Regions from separate parts of the Mus musculus genome. Here region 2 is linked to region 1. A link is a contact called in public promoter capture Hi-C data. All regions are on one chromosome and are shown on one strand. Each heading gives the region's core, a stretch centred on a gene start, on an enhancer-like site or on the middle of the called end of the contact. The rest is flanking DNA. Distances are from core to core; before and after follow the strand shown. Region 1 holds the start of Gstm2 (glutathione S-transferase, mu 2). Region 2 holds the start of Amigo1 (adhesion molecule with Ig like domain 1).

Region 1 (5,693 bases), core at 1,640-4,139:
ACACTCTGGCCATGTCCTGGGTTTCCATAGGCTTCAGGGCTGGAAAATCCAGGCTCCATGACAACTTATGACTTCTCTCCTTTGGCATCAGGTGGATCTACTGCCTTTGTTTTTTGGTCACGAGAAGCACACAGGAGAAAACCACAACCCCTTCCAGTGGTACTGGTTCCCTGAAAAGCTGACAGTCTTCACAATCAGCTCCCAACACGATCCAATGGAGCTGATAAGTTCACACAAAACGCAGGGTGTGATGGGAAATTCCATGCAAGAGATGAAAGAACTGAACACAGTTCCATGCTTAACAAAAGCTAATCATTTTCGTTTCCATTTGAAGGAGTAGAAAGGCAGTCTGGAAACAGGGGAGGGAAGTAGGGCATTCAAGAGGAAGTGAGATCAGGGCATCACCTCAAAGCGACCCATGAAGTCCTTCAGGTTTGGGAAGGCATCCAGGCACTTGGGCTCAAATATTCGGTGTTGATCAAGGACATCATAAACAAGAAAATCCACATAGGTGACCTGCAGGAAGCCAAGGGTGAGTGCTCTGGAATTTGATGCTTGGAAAGGATGGCAACCCCTCCTTCCCACCCCCTCCCTTTACCTTGTTCCCTGCAAACCATGGCTGCTTGCCCAGAAACTCAGAGTAGAGCTTCATCTTCTCAGGGAGACCCTCTAAGTACTCTGGCTTCTTTTTCTCCTGAAGCAGAAAACAACTGTCACCACTTTCAGACACAGACCCCCTGGCAGAGGCTGGCCTCACAGGGCTGTGCAGGCCCCAGCAAGCAGAGGAGAAGTCACCTACATGAGATTCAGTCAGGGATGATATCCAAGCATTTAGTTAGAATGATTAGACAGCCCAACAGGATACAGCCCTGTCTCCTGGTCTCTACCACCATTGTCAGGACCACTGTGCATGAGACGGCTTTGAGCACATGGCTCTGAACTCTGACCTTACATGAGGCAGAAGCAAACAACTGAAATCGTCCAGGAAACAGGCCGTGCTCTACCTACTAGTGCGGTGAGGACTTCAGTACAGGTTCCAAAGAGATGGGGTGAATTTGAGAGGACAAAAGGAAACAGGCGCAGGATCAAAGGCTTTTGGCTGACTGAGTTGCCTATTGGGGACATCTGCTTATCTCTGAGTGTGTCAAGGACACAGCTCTGGGAAGCCATTTAGGAGGAGAGTGTCCCCTATCCTCAGTGTCTTCTTCCCATGAGTGTGCAATCTGCAGACATGGCAAGACTCCAGGACAACAGAAAGACATGACTCAGGACAGAACCAGCACTTAGACCTGGAGGGATCGAACTCTGTCTGTCCTATCAGGGACTAAAGTGTCACTGTCGAGAGTCTGGACTGGACCTTAGGCCAATGACTGGAAGTTTTCATTTGGCAAACTAAGCTTTGAGGTTACTCTGTTGGCAATTTCAAACACTGTGCCATGAGCAGCACTGAGAGGCTCTGGTGGCAAACAGGGCCAGAGCAGATGCAAGGGCAAGAGTGTGGGGCCAGCTCCAACTCACAAAGTCAGGGCTGTAGCAAACCATGGCCAACTGTATGCGGGTGTCCATAGCCTGGTTCTCCAAAATGTCCACACGAATCCTCTCCTCCTCTGTCTCTCCACCTGCAGCACACACAGGCCAGACTCACCCTCAGCATCCCACTCCAGATAAGCCTAGAAAATGACTACTATCCTCCACCCTGCAGCCAGCCCCACTCACACAGGTTGTGCTTTCGGGCAAGGTAGCGCAGGATGGCATTGCTCTGGGTGATCTTGTGTGATCCATCAATCAAGTAGGGCAGCTGGATGGACAAGCAGGGAGGGTCAGGTGGGATATGGGGCACCTGAATCCTTTCTCTGGGTGAGAGCAGACACAGGGCCTGACACTCAGCCTGCCTGCCATGGGAAGCCCTCCATGGGCACAGTGTGCACTGAATGGGAGAGCTGGGACACAGCCCATCACAGAAACACTGTGCAGCCAACAGGGATGGAGCAGGAGAGCAGAAACACTGACCCCCAACCCTCAGCCAGGCCAGGAGATGAGGTGAGAACAGTGTGTCTTCCCCAAACCTCCTTTCCTCCTCCACCTACATTGGGAAAGTCCAGGCCCAGCTTGAACTTCTCACTCAGCCACTGGCTTCGGTCATAGTCAGGAGCTGTGGTGGACAAGAGGATGTGAAAAGAAATCATGCCAGTATCCCAGCTTCCTTCTCTAGGGAAGGAGTCAGGTATGAGAACACCCCCAAGAAGATCTGCAGCCTCACCCAAGAGTAGACAATGCTTCTGAGGACTGTGGACTGTATATCACTAAGATTTTCAAAAGGTTTGAATAAGCCAATTAGTTGAAAAGAGAACCCAGCCCCCCAAATTCAAAACAGTATCTGGAAGAGACAGTTTCTAAATCCAACTCCAGGAGCTCTGTAGAGCTGAGCAACAGGGTGTCAGAGCAGTGTCTCTAGGCACCAGTTAGCAGGGGAGCAGGGGCCTGAGAAACAGGGTGTAATCACCGTCCCCCATGGTGTATTTCTTGTCCTCATAGCTTGTGTCTGTGTATTCCAGGAGCAGGCGGATGGCGTGAGCCAGCTGGAAAGATGACATATGACAAGTCACAGATTGCAAAACCCTGACAGTCTGACTCTGCTGATTCTTGGTGAGCCTACATCTTACACGTAACTGTCTCCCCACAAGCTCACACACACATACCACATAAGCACAAGCTCTCGTGTTTGAACTTCCAACAACTTCTGAACTCAGTCTATCTCCTGGAAATCAGTTCCCTAGCTACTCCCCACCCCACCCCTGTCCCACCCAGCAGAAGCGTTCTCACTCACCCCACGGATGTCCCAGTAACCTAGTGTCATAGGCATAGTGCTGGTGTCCAGAGCAGACCAACCCGGGCCTTGCTAGTCTGAGCTTCCTGATAATGTCTTAGGCAAGGAAGAGGCGGGACCTGGATATGGCTTTCTATTGGACCATTGGCCTACAGTGTCTCAAATTTCAGACATTCCAGTTGAAGGAAGGAGCCAGGGATCCAGGGGCAGGGCAAGATATAGCTAATCTCAGGAACCAGTCTAAGCAGTCAGAAATAAAAGATGGGAATGGGCTAGCACCTGTGTCAGCAACTCCCTCTTCTTGCTCTAGCGTGCTGTTTCCATGGAGAACAGTTGTGCAGCTAGGGACATTCTTGATGGTCAAAGTGGAACCCTGTTATTATCTTCCTGACATTGTCCCTTCTTCATTATCAACTCCCTTCCTGGGTTCTGGGTGGCTCCTGGTGGCTGAGCCAGGACAAAACAGGACACCTCAAGCCTGAGAGATTAATGTCTCTGTGGTCTATAGCTTATCATAGACAGCAGAGGGCATGCAGGACTCTGCTAAGCTGGGCAACAGAGCCACATACAGGTACGACCAGTGGATGCAGTACAGATATTCAGGATCACTGGGCACTGGAAAGATGTAAAGCAAACCACAGTGTGATACACCTTCCCCAGAAAGAACTGCCATTCGCACATGGGGGCTGGTGAGACTGTGGGCAGGAGAGAACATTCGACACTGCAGGTAAGAGTATCAACTGTCACAACCGTTAGGGAAAACAACCTGGTGTTCCTCGAAAAGACAAAACTAGAGCTACCACGTGATCCAGCAATACTCGATATACATCCACAGGAAATGAAATTAGAATGACAGGGGAACACAATTTACCTGAGCTAAAAAATAGATGGCATCTAAGAACCCATTCTCTGACAAATGTACGATGAAAGTGCAGTCCACGTGCACCATGGATTACTAGTCACTCTATAAAAAAGGGGAAAAAATAAAACTAGATATCCACACACAGAGAAACTAGAAGTGAGGGACTGGAGAGATGGCTCAACAGTTAAGAGCACTAATTGCTCTTCCAGAGGTCCTGAGTTCAAGTCCCAGCAACCATGTGGTGGCTCACAACCATCTGTAATGGGATCCAATGCCCTCTTCTGGTATGTCTGAAGACAGCTACAATGTACTCAAAAAAACAAAAATAATAATAGAAGTGAGATTCCTATTTCTCATCCCGGGGTGGGGGGCAGACAGGAAGGGATACAAATAAATCAATGGCCTTAATGTAAGACTTGAAGTTTAGGCCAGCAGAGTCTTGCCCAACACCCGCAAGGGCCCACACGGGACTCCCCACGGGATCCTAAGACCTCTGGTGAGTGGAACACAACTTCTGCCAGGAGTCTGGTTCGAACACCAGATATCTGGGTACCTGCCCTGCAAGAAGAGAGCTTGCCTGCAGAGAATACTCTGCCCACTGAAACTAAGGAGAGTGCTACCCTCCAGGTCTGCTTATAGAGGCTAACAGAGTCACCTGAAGAACAAGCTCTTAACAGTGACAACTAAAACAGCTAGCTTCAGAGATTACCAGATGGCGAAAGGCAAACATAAGAATCCTACTAACAGAAATCAAGACCACTCACCATCATCAGAACGCAGCACTCCCACCCCACCTAGTCCTGGGCACCCCAACACAACCGAAAATCTAGACCCAGATTTTAAAACATTTCTCATGATGATGATAGAGGACATCAAGAAGGACTTTCATAAGTCACTTAAAGAATTACAGGAGAGCACTGCTAAAGAGTTACAGGCCCTTAAAGAAAAGCAGGAAAACACAGCCAAACAGGTAGAAATCATTAAAGAAAAACAGGAAAACACATCCAAACAGGTGATGGAAATGAACAAAACCATACTAGAACTAAAAGGGGAAGTAGACACAATAAAGAAAACCCAAAGCGAGGCAACACTGGAGATAGAAACCCTAGGAAAGAGATCTGGAACCATAGATGTGAGCATCAGCAACAGAATACAAGAAATGGAAGAGAGAATCTCAGGTGCAGAAGATTCCGTAGAGAACATCGACACAACAGTCAAAGAAAATACAAAATGCAAAAGGATCCTAACTCAAAACATCCAGGTAATGCAGGACACAATGAGAAGACCAAACCTACGGATAATAGGAATTGATGAGAATGAAGATTTTCAACTTAAAGGGCCAGCTAATATCTTCAACAAAATAATAGAAGAAAACTTCCCAAACATAAAAAAAGAGATGCCCATGATCATACAAGAAGCCTACAGAACTCCAAATAGACTGGACCAGAAAAGAAATTCCTCCCAACACATAATAATCAGAACAACAAATGCACTAAATAAAGATAGAATATTAAAAGCAGTAAGGGAGAAAGGTCAAGTAACATATAAAGGAAGGCCTATCAGAATTACACCAGACTTTTCACCAGAGATTATGAAAGCCAGAAGAGCCTGGACAGATGTTATACAGACACTAAGAGAACACAAATGCCAGCCCAGGCTACTATACCCGTCCAAACTCTCAATTACCATAGTTGGAGAAACCAAAGTATTCCACGACAAAAACAAATTCACACAATATCTTTCCACAAATCCAGCCCTTCAAAGGATAATAACAGAAAAGAAGCAATACAAGGACGGAAATCACGCCCTAGAACAACCAAGAAAGTAATCATTCAACAAACCAAAAAGAAGACAGCCACAAGAACAGAATGCCAACTCTAACAACAAAAATAAAAGGAAGCAACAATTACTTTTCCTTAATATCTCTTAATATCAATGGACTCAATTCCCCAATAAAAAGACATAGACTAACAGACTGGCTACACAAACAGGACCCAACATTCT
Region 2 (5,693 bases), core at 2,341-4,840, 200 kb after region 1:
ATAAATATATCTAAAAAAAAAAAAAAAAAGCACCCACTGGGGCTGGGGAGACTCTCAGCAGTTAAGAGCACCTACTGCTCTTGCAGAGAGGAGCTAAGTTCCCAGCACCCACATCAGACATTCACAAACTCCAGCTCCACAGGATCCAACACCCTCAAGGGCACCTACACACATGGTACACCCCCCTACACACACACACACAAACTAGATTTTGGATTCTTGCTTATTACTTATTTTTTATTTTAATTTTTAAGGTGGGACTTTATATAACCCATGCTGGTCCTTATCAAACTGAGGTGTCTTGAATGCTAGGCAAGCACTCTACCAACTAAGTATATCCTCAGCCCCAAATTTTTGTGTTCTCCAGACCCGAAACTTAGCATCCTTAAAGGGTGTCTTCCCCCACCATTCTCTACTTTGATTCCAATGGTCAATATCAGTCAGTCCAACAGAAGAAAAAATACTCCTAGTGTGGAGGGATTCAATTCATCCAGGCTCATAAGCTAGTAGATGCAAGCGGTCTCTTTTGTTCAAGCCCTGAGCTAGACAAATAACCTTTGAAATTGTAGTTAGCAACACTGAGTTGATCTATTCCAGCAAGAGGAAATAAATGCAGACTATAAATAACCTGTTGCTATTTATCCTGCACAGGTTGTCTTTTGTTGTGAATTAATAGATAGTTGTTTGGCTTCAAAAGAAGCTGTGGGAGAGTTATTATGAGTCAATTCTCTATACAGTGCCACCCAAAGGACTTCCTGGGACAATGCCTTGTTCTACTGGGTAGCTGGCCACATGTCACTGCTATTTTCAGCGTGGCTAGGAAAACCGAAGATGTGGTTTCTAATGCTATTTATTTGTAATTAATTCCAATAGCCAAATGTGCTGAGTAATGGCTACGCCTAGCCTCTTGTGACTCAACACATGGTCTGTGGATCCAAAGCACTAACATCTCGCATGTTAGAACCACAGGCTACTGGGCCCCTCTCTGGACTAGTGATTCAGAATCTCACTATTAACAAGAGTCCTCAGTGGTTTGTATGCATATTTTTTAAAATTTAAGTGTACTTGAGATTAAGAGACTGAAGAGCTATCCAAATTACAGATACCAACTCTTTTGTTGTTTGTTTGTTTGTTTGTTTTTCAAGACAGAGTTTCTTTGTGTAGTCCTGGCTGTCTTGGAACTCTCTCTGTAGACCAGGCTGGCCTAGAACTCAGAGATCACCTGCCTTTGCCTCTCTGCCTCTGCCTCTCAGCCTCTGCCTCTCTGCCTCTGCCTCTGCCTCTGCCTCTGCCTCTGCCTCTGCCTCTGCCTCTGCCTCTGCCTCTGCCTCTGCCTCTGCCTCTGCCTCTGCCTCTGCCTCTGCCTCTGCCTCTGCCTCTGCCTCTGCCTCTGCCAAGTATTATGATTAAAAGGGTGTACCACAACCACCTGGCTTAGGTACCAACCCTTAAAACTGATGTCCAGCTCAAAGGGCCCTTTTCCTTTTTGTTACCTTGTTTTCCCTACCTTCAAACATAGTAGAAAGAGGAATGGGATAGACGGATAGACAGATAGAAGGATAGACAGTTAGATGAGAGCCTAGAATGCTGGAGTCTAAAGGAAATGTAGGGGAGGGCAAAGCAGAGTAGGGGGAACATGCATTTTTTCCAGGGATATTTGCATAAAATACAATGATAGTATTTCCTTGTCAGCTATTGAATAAGGATAGTGGATTTATAGGCGTTCATTGCATACTTTCAGTATGATTGAAAAATTTTCAAAATTAAAAAATAGATGCGTTGGGCAGTGGTGGTGCACATCTTTAATCCCAGCACTTGGGAGGCAGAGGCAGATGGATTTCTGAGTTCGAGGCCAGCCTGGTCTACAGAGTGAGTTCCAGGACAGCCTACATAGAGAAACCCTGTCTCGAGAAAAACCCAAAGGAAAGAAAGAAAGAAAGAAAGAAAGAAAGAAAGAAAGAAAGAAAGAAAGGAAGATGCAACTTCAGAGACCATGTGTATGATAACAGCTTCAAGAGGTCCCCCAGCAATCCTCTTCTACTGGAATTCATGCCCTTGTGTGGTCTCTTTCCATCAGGATCTGTCTCTGTGAACAAAGTGGAGATGGCAGCAAGACTTGAAAGAGCTGGGTCATTGTGACTTCTGTCTTGCAGGCTCTTGGATCTCTCACCTGCCAGAAGCTGTTCCATCAGGGCACTTAAGCAGTCTTGAGACCTGACCTGGAGAGTCATTGAGGTTTCTTGACAACAACAGCCAACCATCTGAGGGACTCATGTGACCCTCTGTGAAAGCTGACCCTCCCGTCCCAGTCAAGTTTTCTGATGACCGAGCTTCCACGTGGCATGTGCCTGTAACTGAGAAATACCCTAGCATCTCTAGCCAACAGAAATTGTGTTTCACAGCCATTGATTTCCTGATTCCTCTTTCCTTCTCCTCCAAAAAGGACTACTCACCCTTCTCGACTTTTCACCATGCCTGGATTAAACAGGAAAGAGGAAAAAAAAAAATCTTTCCAGATCATGCATAAGTTTAATGTGCTAATACCCCTAGAAGAGATAATACAGTCACTTAAATTCACAGTAAAACATGGGAGAGATCTAGCTTTTTTCTTTTTTAAACTCTTAGCAAGCTAATTTGTTGAGAGGTTAATTTCAGGTGTGGTCTTGCTACTGTAAAAGACTGGAAAGAAAAACTTGCTAATTTCTCCCTCTGTGCCCAGTATCTCAAGAATGAATTCTTGGATGACATGGTCTTGGTCATTCCTGGGCCTTGCCCCCAATCATCAATTTTCATACTTTGATTAACAGCTTCTTTGTGCTTAGGGAGGCCATCTTACAGAAACCATCTTACAGAAAACACCTCAACGCCCACCACTGGTCTTCACCTTTGAGAATTAATAGAGAAAGTATCAAGATCTGACAACCAGGAAGTGCAGGTACTGCTTCGGGAAGAAGATAAATGGGAGAGCTGGATAGGACGGGAAGTGGGGAGGCAAGGTGGGTTGTCTGTGGAAGGACACGCCTCCCAAGCCCAGTCGTGACTAGCAAGCTTGCAGGCTAAGCAGCTGTGTTCTTCTATGGTACTCCAAGAAGTATAGACTAGTGACATCAAAAGTAGAGAGGGAAGAACAAAAACAAAAACAAAAAAGCAAAATAAAGCTCTTCTCCCAAATTTTAGTGACTTCACAGCTGCGCAGAGAAAGCAGAAGGAACGAAAAAAAAAAAAAAAAAAAACGTGACTAATGAATTTCCCGCCAACACTGACAGCGGGAGGCGAGCCAGATTTCTTTAATTTGGAAAATTAAAAGACGCGTGCCGCTTCTTGTCCCAGAGTCAGTTCACTGGTTCCAGCGAACTCACTACTCTTAGACTTACTTTTCCCGACAGGGGGTTTGGGTAGGAGGAACGTTACTGGGGCATGAAGAGAATGGAGAAAGGGAGGCTAGGGAAGAGAGGCGCTTTGAGGGGCCACGCTCGCTAGCTCTGGGCCCAGCCCGGGATGGCAGAGGAAATGACCCCCGACTGCAGCCGGCAGCCCGCGCGTCCGCCGGGAGCCGGAGACAAACACACGCACGTGCGCCCCGCCCCCGCCGCGCGCACGCGCCCGGAGGCTCCGGCGGCGGCGGCGGCGGGCGGCGGCGGGCGGGCGGGCGCGCGCGCGGTGCTCGCTGCCCCCACGCTGCTCCCTCGGCTGGGATCGCGGCGTCTCCCGCTCGCCGCACTGCTTCTCGCCTGGCCCGTGGCTCCGGAGGCGGCAGTCGTGCCAGGTGGGCTCGGGTGGACGGGCGCGGCGGTCCGGGCGCGGCGGCGGCGCGGGTGGACAGCGCGGAACCCAGCAAGTTCCTCGCAGGCGATGTCGCCGGGCGCGGGCCCCTACGTACGCTGGGCGCTGTGACAGGCCGGCCGGGGAGGCGCGGACGGGGGAGGCCGCGACGGAGCTCCTGGACTGGCCATGGGCTGAGACGCATCCTCGCCGAGCAGGTGCAGTGACCCGAGGGTCTAGGGAGGGAACCCGCGCCACAGGCCCCGGGAACCTTCGGCCCTTCTCAGCCTAGTACCCTGTTGACCTTCCCTGGGTTCCTCGGGAAAGGCCCTGATGACCCCGCCTCCAAACCCAGAGCTTGCAATCCCTGGTGACACCCCACCACTGCCACCACAGGGGACACGCTGTGTACACTCTCACTCTAGACCGGCGACCCCAGCCCACTGGGCCTTTGCGCCTATGCCTCTGATGTCCTAGTATTTTGAGCCCACAGCCTGCCTCACTGTGCCTGGGAACTACCCGGGATAGCTTACCCTCTCTGCTCACCAAAGGGTGGGAGAGGAAAGTGGGAGTGGTGGTCTTTCCCTCTTGAGTCTTTGGTGACTACAAACCCATCCTCTTTCTCCCAAGCCTGTAGTGAAAGTGACCCTTCCATACTCCACCAGAACATGCCGGGGTGACTCCCTCCCAGATCCTGTGGCCTTCCTCGCTCTTCCCAGTGACACTATGCAACCCCAGCGTGACCTGCGAGGCCTCTGGCTCCTGCTGCTCTCCGTGTTCCTGCTTCTCTTTGAGGTAGCCAGGGCCGGCCGATCTGTGGTTAGTTGTCCCGCCAACTGCCTGTGCGCCAGCAACATCCTCAGCTGCTCCAAGCAGCAGCTGCCCAATGTGCCCCAATCTTTGCCCAGCTACACAGCACTGCTGGACCTCAGCCACAACAACTTGAGCAGGCTGCGGGCCGAGTGGACCCCCACCCGGCTGACCAACCTGCACTCCCTGCTGCTGAGCCACAACCACCTGAACTTCATCTCCTCCGAGGCCTTCGTCCCCGTACCCAACCTTAGGTACTTGGACCTCTCCTCCAACCATCTTCACACGCTGGATGAGTTCCTGTTCAGCGACCTGCAGGCGCTGGAAGTGCTGTTGCTCTACAATAACCACATTGTGGTGGTGGACCGGAATGCCTTTGAGGACATGGCCCAGCTGCAGAAACTCTACTTAAGCCAGAATCAGATCTCTCGCTTTCCTGTGGAACTGATCAAGGATGGGAACAAATTACCCAAACTGATGCTCTTGGATCTGTCCTCCAACAAGCTGAAGAAGTTGCCCCTGACTGACCTGCAGAAATTGCCAGCCTGGGTCAAGAATGGGCTATACCTGCATAACAACCCCTTGGAGTGCGACTGCAAGCTCTACCAGCTCTTTTCGCACTGGCAGTACCGGCAGCTGAGCTCTGTGATGGACTTCCAGGAGGACCTGTACTGCATGCACTCCAAGAAGCTGCACAACATCTTCAGCCTGGATTTCTTCAATTGCAGCGAGTACAAGGAAAGTGCCTGGGAGGCTCACCTGGGAGACACCTTGACCATCAGGTGTGACACCAAACAGCAAGGCATGACCAAAGTGTGGGTGTCCCCAAGCAATGAACAGGTGCTAAGTCAGGGGTCCAATGGCTCGGTGAGCGTGAGGAATGGCGACCTTTTTTTTAAAAAGGTGCAGGTCGAGGATGGGGGTGTGTATACCTGTTACGCCATGGGGGAGACTTTCAACGAGACACTGTCTGTGGAGTTGAAAGTGTATAACTTCACCTTGCACGGACACCATGACACCCTCAACACAGCCTACACTACCCTGGTGGGCTGTATCCTCAGTGTGGTTCTGGTCCTCATATACTTGTACCTCACCCCTTGCCGCTGCTGGTGTCGGGGTGT

Evidence for each region. Capture Hi-C pulls out chosen DNA fragments and counts their contacts.
Region 2: a contact with region 1 is called in a promoter capture Hi-C map of liver. The contact joins the promoter of Amigo1 here to the promoter of Gstm2 in region 1. A contact is called at or near these places in 3 of 39 promoter capture datasets (the 3T3-L1 cell line, hematopoietic stem and progenitor cells and liver), 1 of 115 datasets of contacts at active chromatin or transcription factors (embryonic stem cells) and 2 of 9 other capture datasets (adipose tissue and liver).

The regions. Positions count from the first base shown.
Region 1 is chr3:107,983,531-107,989,223 of GRCm38.p6, forward strand. Gstm2 (glutathione S-transferase, mu 2) reads right to left here and starts at 2,890. Exons shown (of 8, transcript NM_008183.4): 1 at 2,828-2,890; 2 at 2,504-2,579; 3 at 2,088-2,152; 4 at 1,717-1,798; 5 at 1,519-1,619; 6 at 599-694; 7 at 406-516. The coding sequence starts at 2,863.
Region 2 is chr3:108,182,699-108,188,391 of GRCm38.p6, forward strand. It overlaps Amigo1 (adhesion molecule with Ig like domain 1), which reads left to right and starts at 3,591. Exons shown (of 2, transcript NM_146137.3): 1 at 3,591-3,980; 2 at 4,393-5,693. The coding sequence starts at 4,489.